2 separate regions of the Ostrinia nubilalis genome follow, and region 1 is linked to region 2. A link is a contact called in public Hi-C data. All regions are on one chromosome and are shown on one strand. Each heading gives the region's core, a stretch centred on a gene start, on an enhancer-like site or on the middle of the called end of the contact. The rest is flanking DNA. Distances are from core to core; before and after follow the strand shown.

Evidence for each region. A called contact is a pair of places that touch in the nucleus more often than the background predicts.
Region 1: a Hi-C map of whole body shows a contact between it and region 2, with 4 times the contacts expected there. The contact joins the promoter of LOC135077256 here to the promoter of LOC135077731 in region 2. A contact is called at or near these places in 4 of 5 Hi-C or Micro-C datasets (whole body and whole larva).

Annotation. Positions count from the first base shown.
Region 1 is chr13:13,172,060-13,176,632 of ilOstNubi1.1, forward strand. It overlaps LOC135077256, which reads right to left and starts at 2,323. Exons shown (of 4, transcript XM_063971793.1): 1 at 1,827-2,323. LOC135077715 (activating transcription factor 7-interacting protein 1) reads right to left here. Exons shown (of 4, transcript XM_063972285.1): 3 at 4,234-4,573; 4 at 3,090-4,117. The coding sequence ends at 3,657.
Region 2 is chr13:13,006,534-13,011,654 of ilOstNubi1.1, forward strand. LOC135077731 (transmembrane protein 223) reads left to right here and starts at 2,739. Exons shown (of 2, transcript XM_063972307.1): 1 at 2,739-3,184; 2 at 3,380-3,741. The coding sequence starts at 2,800. The coding sequence ends at 3,672. It overlaps LOC135077732 (E3 ubiquitin-protein ligase RNF144A), which reads right to left. Exons shown (of 6, transcript XM_063972308.1): 6 at 3,911-5,121. LOC135077695 (DNA topoisomerase 2) reads right to left here and starts at 534. Exons shown (of 18, transcript XM_063972266.1): 1 at 348-534. The coding sequence starts at 362.

The DNA of each region.
Region 1 (4,573 bases), core at 1,073-3,572, 170 kb after region 2:
ACAGTAGTTATTTTTTACAGTAAGGGACCCCCCTCTTGTCAAAACTATAGCTACGTCCGTGTTGTTACGTATGTGGTTCGAGATCTGCCTATTCCCGAAACACATCGAAACGTTCACGCAACGCTTCTTGCATAGATATTGCCAGTACCATCGCCGGCGAAAGTACGGCGCCCGAGTGAAAGTGCCGCGGAAGACTTTCTGTAGTTTCTGTCTACCCTTGCGACCAATATCCTGCTCGATCGGTGCTTATGTAACGCACTCACGAGCTGTTGTTGAACCCTCGATACATAATGTCTTCGGCTTATCTGCCTTGTGTTACACAAGCTGGTGCCTGCCTTTTGCAAAGTTTTTTGTCTCATGGAAAAAATCTGAATTTCACGTTTCTTTATTCAAGTAAGTCAAAGTTCAAGATTTCGTCTATCTCCATACTAGTATTTATTAAAATCTGTGCAGCAAATCTATGAGTGCAAGTGTAACAATACAAAGATGTTTAGACTATTCAATGTTTGGACTTATTTCATTCCAAAAAAACAATAATGAAGTATTTCATACCAAGAAAAATATGATTTTATAAAATATTTAAAAGGGTTATCCCTTCAATTATTTCATGATTTGATTACTTTCAGAATACAATGTGTACCTACAAGCTTAAAAGGCTTAAAGGCTTTATTGATTGATTTTAAAGTGAATCCTACAAAAAGTACACCTGGCAAGAAAAGAGATCTTACACACTTAATATTGGCCATGTTACAAATTTCTAGTGATTATTCTATTACTTCAACATAAACCTTTCTGCAGTAAAACTACCAAAAATCAATGTAATGTAAACATCTTCATGGTCTTATTAACAACATAAGAGGCTCAAATCTCAGATGGGGTGATGGATACAAAATAGTTATTAAATGACTAGTGTCCGTTCTTAGTTTAAATACAGACCACAGGGCACAGGTGATAAGCTAATGCCCGTTTTCACAATCCCTAATTTTTAAGTGACCCCTATGTAAACAAAATTCCTGTTACTTGTTACTATCTAGGTCACTTAAAAACTAGGGATTGATAGTGAAAACAGGCATAAGTGGTTTATTAAAACCTAAATTAAATAAGTGTCAAGACCTTAGTAATCGACTCTTGAAGTCAACCGAATAAAGAATTATTTAGTAATCCAGGCTGTGGTGGAAATGATCCTGGGAAAAGCATTAAGTCCACCATAAGTACAGTGTTCTAAAATAAATAAATTTATAAATGGTGGCTTGTGGTCCAGGTACAACCTTTGGTTGTGGTATGGTCAAAAGACCTATTGAGCTAACATAAAAATGTAATTTTTTCAATTTTACTTTTGTTTGTGCGACAATTAATATCTACCATAGTAACCAAACAATAAAGTAAATGTATGGTCTTTTAGTTCCATAATCAGCTACAGACATCTAACATAAAGGAAAATAAAAATTTTAATACCCATTACTTGATTTTGTTGATCCTTGACATCCATGTTAGACAAGGTCTACTTTTTGACCGACTTCATTGCGGTCTATTTACAGATAGAAATTCTAATTGGAAATTAATTGGTCTCAGAATTCCAAAATAACAGTGCAAGTATTGTAATTTGATATGAAACCTCATTAGGTTGATTGTTATGAATGCAGTTGTGAATATGAGAGGTTCTAGCCCCAGTTCAACTTGGATTTTGCATGCAGTGTCCATTGCTTTGCAACTTGAAAACATTCTAATGACTATACAAGTGTATGCTAGGCTATACAAACATGAATGGCGAAGGCGTAAAAGTAATGCGCATTATAAGCAAGTAGGTAATGATATTCTACACGTACCGGTCGCATAAAAACGTTGCAATGTCCACGACTAGCCAGCATGGCTCACAGCGTTTATACCACAATCAAAACACCCGATGCTTCACCGAACTACACACACCGCGCAATTGTTGACTGCTTCACCACTTCACAGCACACACCTGTTATCGACCGCACCAACAGGGAATCTTACCCTTTGGGTAGCACGACACTTACAAATTCACCAAAATACAAATCCAATTAAATATTTTGCCACACAACGTACCTACACAAATAAAACACCTCCGTAAAAGCTACCTACTTGCGAAACCGATCTGTCAATCTACGTCAAATAATTTCGATAAAACCTAAACAAACGCGATCTCACATGTGACATGCGTGTCAGGACGCAGGATATTGAACAAAACGCATGAAATCGAATAACACTTTTCCTAACAAATTGTTTTTTATGGTTTACGAGTTATTTCTCAAAAATCAGACACTCAACACACACAGCGACCACCTATCACGCGAGTTTATCGAAAACTGAATGACAGGCAAAGAAAAAGAGACTCTTTTGCTCTGTGGTTTTGCTAATACCAACATAATGAAACGTAATGTCAAAGATAATGTTGCCCGCATATTTTTTAAATAATCTACCTAATTTATTTCTGCTTTCGAATGTGCGGTACATTATTATGTTACACGGCCATCGCGGCATAAATGCTTTTGGCACAAGTGTGCGTGAATACGTACTTTTTATATTGATTTCTGCAGGATTAAAGTGTCGAAGTTATTTACTTTAGCCTCTCATAGTGTATTTATTTGTAACTTAGACGTTATGATGACCATGGACAGTATCACCTCGCACAAATAATAATGAATTAATTTACAAAAAAAAAACCTGAAAAGGATATAAAAAGAAAACACAAAACAAACCAAATAGCTACCAAATCATTTTTTTTTTGTATGTTGGTTAATGTCAATGCGCCCGAGGAACCGCACTTTTGGAACTTTTACCACAGCTTTTACGTTAAAGTAAGTACATTGGATACTGGATAGATGGCAGTAAAGCCTATATTTAAAGTTTCTGTTCGTGCGCGGTTCTGAATTTCTTGAGGATTTTCTGAAGCAAAATATTTTTAATTTTAATCTGTTTATTCACATAAAATATAAAATAAGCGATGTTATCAATCATCCAGTCGTGATCCAGTGTTCCAGATAGCTTCAATCGCGCGTAAAAGTGATTAGTTTTATTTAAAATAAAAGGGAATGTAAGTAGAAATGAAATAATACACATAAATATTCATTTTGGATATTTTAAAATTTTAATATCAAGTACTAAACTGAAAATGTTTTGAATTGGCTAAATTGAGTACGATCAATTGCCTATCTAATTTCTTTCCAATAACATGTAATGGGTTTGACAACAATCAATGTTATTATGTAAAATATGCGCTTATTATACGTGACTATAGAGACCTAATGAAACATATTACATTTTAGGAATATTTACAGGATCGCATGACAAATTAATTACCCTACAATATTGTAACCTAATGAAATTATTACTAACAAATTAGGTAAGTAATTAGCAATAGTCTACATAAAAATTTCACTCCCTGACTTGACATTATAATTAGTAAATCTTGAGAATTGAAAAACCAGGAACCATTATTGCTTTACAACAGCGACTTTATCCAAGTTACCAACATCTGACACATAAAACACTAAATAATCCCCTACTGTACAAATAAGATCAATAAATAACTAAACAAATATTTCTATCACTTCCAAGTTCCACTCGTATTCGCGGTTACAATGTATAACATTGCAAGCATCAAATAACATTACCAGATATTATAATCAGTCTTACATTTTATTCAGGAGAAGTATACTTCCGGGCAGACTAAAGGGACCAAGTCGAGATCTGACATCAACCGCTCGAACGGCGAAATAATATTTGAACCCTGCCATGAACTGCGTCAACGTGCACGCCATGGGTAACGGCAAGGCTTTTACATCGCCAATTTTTTTCCATAAAGCTGTACTTGGTGGCGAACTCGTCTCTTGGTAAGCGTACAGTTGGTAGCTAGCTATTTCCTCGTAACTGTCTACTTGATAGCCCTCGATCTTCCATGAGATGACTATTCCATTTTCAACTTTGGACAATTTCAGATCAGGCGCTGGTGGGAGCGCTTTCCAATTGGGCGGTTGGTACTGCTTCATGGCGTCGGGCAACGGCGCAGGGTGCCTGGTCTGGACTCGGGTTCTAACCACATTTGGCGCTGGCGCTCTTGTTAAATTTGGTATATTACATCTTTGCCTTGGACCTGAAACATTAGTTAAGATTCATTCAATCAAACATTTATGTAACCATATTATTTTTGACATAAGAATAATGTCATGAAGTCATTTGTTTAATCATAAAATATTGTATGTAACTTACCTGGTGCAGGCACAGATTTCAACATGATAGTTTGTCCAGGCCGGATTTGTCCTTGAGGCCCACTAATAGGTATGTACACTTTTCTGGGACTGTTGATCGATTGGTTCAATTGTGGTCTCGACGCCAGTAGATTCTGAGGGGAAACCAGTCTGACAGGGGGCGCGGGGGAGCTTCTAGGCGTCACCTTGGCAGGGGGCTCATCATCAGTCAAGTCGACCGTGACGGACTGTACCCGGTTGTGTGGTCTCTTCTCGGCCTTTTGAACTGGCGGCGACATCCTTGCTCCGTTCGGAAATTGAGGTTTAACGGGACTGCTCTGCGCTATCGGACTTTTTGCCAC
Region 2 (5,121 bases), core at 1,489-3,988:
ATCATACCAATAGCATAGACAAGTTAGTTTCGGTTGCTTCCCAATAATAGCAAGGAGAGGGTAGTTTATTAGCATTTTTTTAAACATAACTGACTGACCACAACCGAAAGGGCAATAGGGTTCAATATCGGAAAACAGGAATGTAAATGATCATAAATTCAGTACCACCATTTTACATAAAATTACATGCAATAATTTAATGCTCCTTCAGTAAACGTGTATTGATTGTAATAGTTATTAGGATCAGCTCGAAAAAACGCTCAAGTTATCGCAATTAGCATGCGAACAATAACAAAAATAAATACAATGTGACCGTTAGCAATTAAACTGCCGCCAAACTCGCTTACCTTTATATCAGCCATCTTGGTAGTTGTGCTTATAAAACGAATGCGATCAACGCGATACGCTGTTTGTTTTGCAATTAGTGCAAAACACACTCTAAAAGTATTGGCTTTTGCAAAACAACATTTTTATCAAATAAATTGCAAATATTACAAGAGCAATACAATGACGAAGACGCCGAGAACAAGTATAGACAATCTATATATTTTTAAACAGTGATTCATTCACCCTACGCTGTGGTTGGTTTGATCATAGACAAAAAACGGGGTGAAAAGAAATGCAACCGTTATTGATGCGATTTTACTTTAAGATTTTTCATTTTTAAAACCAAATCACTTTTGCAATAAAAGCTTCAATTTAGAGTGGGCGCGCGTATACTTCAGAGGCTTGAAAAATTGTGTATAATAGCAATATCATCATCATAAGACTTAATTAGCAATAAAGGCAAGCAACAACAAACGGCACGGGCAGTTGGTTTATTTTTCACCAAATTCTCTTTATCTATTAAGACCAATGGTGACGAGCTATGACGAGTCACCACCACCATGAAGCTAAAGATAAAAATGGAGGGCAAAGTTGGAACAAAAACTTGAGTCAAATACCTAATATCTATCTCGCTCTCTGCGGCCCTACCTCTCTTTTTAGTGTGAACTGTAGTATTGCTATCTTCTGATTTAAATCTCCTTATAAATTCTTCGAAATAGCCAATTCACTAACCAAATCAGAAGTTAAACAAATAAATAATTAATATTTGAAACTAAGATTACCTAGTTAAATAAAAAATCACAAAATTGTCGGCCATCTAGGCTTAATGTGTTGGCGAATCAGGGAATTACAATCCCAATTCCTGCGTAATCGGTACCATGTGGCAACATCGGCCCAATCCGGCCCATCATGGCGGTTGTTTACTATTTTGTTTATTAAGCAGTTAATTTCGTTTGAGATTGTTTACAGGAAATAATAATTGTTTTATCACAAGAATTGGTGCAAAATTTTGTAGTGCGTGGTTGCGGTAGTACGTGGTGTCCTGGAAGTGACATAAGATTCCACGCGTAAGTGTTTATTTCGTGATTTCCGACATTGGATCATTGTAAACATTTTTCACATTTTTTACAGTAATTTCTGCCTAAAACGTTTTACCAGTAATTACACTTATCATTTTTAATGATACCTATGTCAAGAAATAAAGATTTTACATTGGTTTCATTGAATTTGAGCAATTTTATATTTTTTGTTTATTTAGAAAGAGCGAGTCTGCCCACAGAGAGCGAGATAGTGATACTTAGTTTGTGCTTCAAGTATAGATGACCCACGCTGAACTGTCCCGCCAAACTCAATGACAGGGGGGCGCTACCATCGTTCAACTTTATGGTTTTCAACATGGCAAAAATCGGAACCAGCGATTCGGTATTGACGGTGGCGCCCCGCTGTCAATGTCATCGATAGGACAGTTCAGTATTTTGGAACTATAGGTATTCGGAGTGTGGCCTCCATTTTTATCTGTAGCTTCATTCATGGTCACCACTAGAGATGGGTAGTGGGTAAAAACCCATTTCACCCGATTGGGTTAAAACTGGGTGATTTGGGTAAAAACCCGGTTTTTACCCATTATCACCCATTCTGGTGGGTGAAAACAAAAATAGAGTTTTTTTAAAGTGAGAAGTGGTATTTGTTGCCAAGGGGGCGTTCTAGTGTTAAGTAATGAAATCTGGGGGGAGAGGAGGTCTTGAAAAACGTTACAATGCCTTACAGTGGCGGAAGGGCGGTTCGATTTCAAGTTTTTAAGCAGAAGTACTTTGTAGTTGGTGTTGTTATTTGTAACTTTAACTTTATACCGTAATGTCATCAAAGAGAGAGTTTGGCATCTTTGGCATCCCCCCCCCCTCTCCATGTCCTTGCCATGATCACAAATTATTGTGTTCCTACTAAATTTCTTCTAAATCGGTTCAACGATTCTTCAAATAACACCATTTTATAAAATAATTGGTCACATCATCATAACGTGATCAATTTTACAATTTGCACGATATAAATGCATAATTTTAGTGTTAAATTTGACTTATTACTTATTAATCAATAAACTTAAATGAGAAAAATTCAATAAAAATAAAGAAAAGATACCAATTGAAATAATTATAAAATTATTTGTTTTCACCCGGTGTAAACACCCACGGGTGGAATGAAACGGGTTTTTATTGGGTTTTTACCCTCATGTGGGTTTTTACCCGGGTGGAAACCCATCTCTAGTCACCACTCACCCGTCTTTGACCTTTTTGTCATTCGCCAAGATCTGCCAAGATTAATTGAGATGGCCATTTTATACTGCTCCGTTTCTGAATTATGAAGACAAGGAATAAAAAAACAACTGTCATTGGCCTCAGCTGTTTGCCCTGTTTGCCCGTTTCAATTTGAGGTTATGTTTTATTCAATAAAAAATAAATTGAGAATTTTGAAGAAATGACTCTTTTATCTTATGCCTCTATAATACTTCGGAAAAGTGCTGCTCTTCGTTATCCCTTCAATTGTCAAGGATGCGCAAATATAGTCAGAAATGTGACTTCAGGCTCCGTAACTACAAAAACAATCCATGATGTAAATACAAACGTAGTAAAGGACGTGATTCTATTTAAATATGAAAACCCAAAGTTCTACAAGTACATGAACTTATTCGCAGTGGTACAGTATATGTTTTGGTCGTATCTGGGCATATTTGCTTTTTCGTCTTTGCGAGATGCGCCGGTCGATAAATCAAAGATTGACGACGACACGCCGTGGTTTCGACGAATAAATCTCGGTGAAAACAAGTATAGAAATACCTTGGGAACTTTATGTGTATTAATCGGTAAGAGTCCATGTGATTTTTTATAGCTCAACATTATAATTTTTGCAAGATTAAAAACCTTAGAGTGATAGTTATCACACCGCTTTTGTACTGTGCTAAGGGTCTTAACCATGTAGTATAGCATTATGTAGCCCTACATCTCCCTGCTGAATCAGGTCAAGGTTAATTCTTCCTAATTTGAAATATTTTTTTCAGGTTTTGGATCCATAGCTATGATATGGATGTACACACTCAAGTCAGTCCGTTATCTGATCCTCAACAAAGGTGGAAAGCATGTGACGTTTGTAACATACACTCCTTTTGGAAAGAACCGGATAATGAAGGTGCCTCTTGAGTTCGTGTGCTGTAAGGAAAGCCGAGTCAACGCAAGAGTTCAATTGCCGCTAAAAGTAAAGAACACCTGGATGCATTACATGTTGGACGTGAGAGGAGAGTTTAAAAACCCACTGCTTTTCGACAGCACAGCCGGTCTTGCTAGGAAATGGTAAACTTTAAATGCCACAGAAATAAATGTATCATAATGCTATCTTGTAAATAAATTGATTTGATTAGTCTTATTTGATTGATTTCTATCATAAGTTACTATTTGAAAATTGATTTTATCTAGGAAACTTAGAGTATTTGGCAGCTTTCTGTTAGCAGTTTAAAATTAAATCTTGTGATATAGTTTATAGCAGGGCTTTGTGATGTGCTAACTTAAAATGTTAGTAATAAAACATACAAATTAGATTTATGAGAAAAAAAATCTTTATTTATAATTAGAGTAACGGAAAAATCATGTCTGTCTCAACACAAAATAAACATGAAGTACAAATGATAACAAAAAATAAACTTCTCTATTTACAATACATAGTTACATTGATCTAATGTTAAATGCTAGAAGTGAAGTACAGAATGTCATATTACAGGTAAGAACCATGTAATGTTTCTAAGTACTTGATGGAATTACAAATAGATTTAAGTATCCAAAAACAACTACACAATATTTAATATTAACTATCACATCTACAGGAAGGAAGCGTCGGGTTGGCAAAACCTTACTTAAACAGTGATTATTAATATTTTCCATGAACCAGTGATTAACACATTGTTTTTTCGCAATTTTTCTAGAAAATATTTTTCTCATTCACTGTTCAGTTGTTTGCCAACCTGCCCCTTGCATCCTATATAGTCTTTTGGCTATGTTGACAATCGGACAATTCTGTAATATCACTTGTACATAACACCAAATGTGTATGCTTCTGCCACACATACTGGATACATAGATAACCAAAGTGCTAGGCTGCCGCGGCATGTAGGCCTATCTATAATATGCAATCAGAGTACCAGACCCATCTGTTTAAAGATTAATTGCAAATCTATTCTTATGTGTGGCAGGAGCATTACAAAACATAATTATGAAGTCAAAGATTCCACATTCAGCTTACAGAGAAACTAATAATAGATCACTTATTTATCTAAACCACCTACTGACAATTTAAGTCTACAAATGCTTCAACTAGCTTGCTACAACAAGCTACAGAGAGCTGGTGGTGTGTTCAGGAGTTTAAAATGAGCTCATTATAAATCATCACAAGAAGGGTAGACATGAAAAGGACCTTTGAAAAGTACATATGTAGTCAAACATTATAAAGATGTGTCCACACAATAGGATGTGTGGCGGTCGCAGCATGGATATGCTTTTTATGCTGAAAACTCATATGTATCCTATCCATCTTTATTTGAATACACTTTCAAAGTTTTGTCGCTAACCATTTCGTGAGTTGCAAACGTCTTAATCCCACTTTTTCGTAACACGGTTGACCACGTTTTTGATATGTCTGAGATTTGAAATCTTCTAAAGAATGCGTTTGAAAACAGCGAATCTCAATAGACATCTCTCACTCTCACAGTATAACGAGTGAGCAAGAGGTGACTTACAGGATTCCTATTTACAA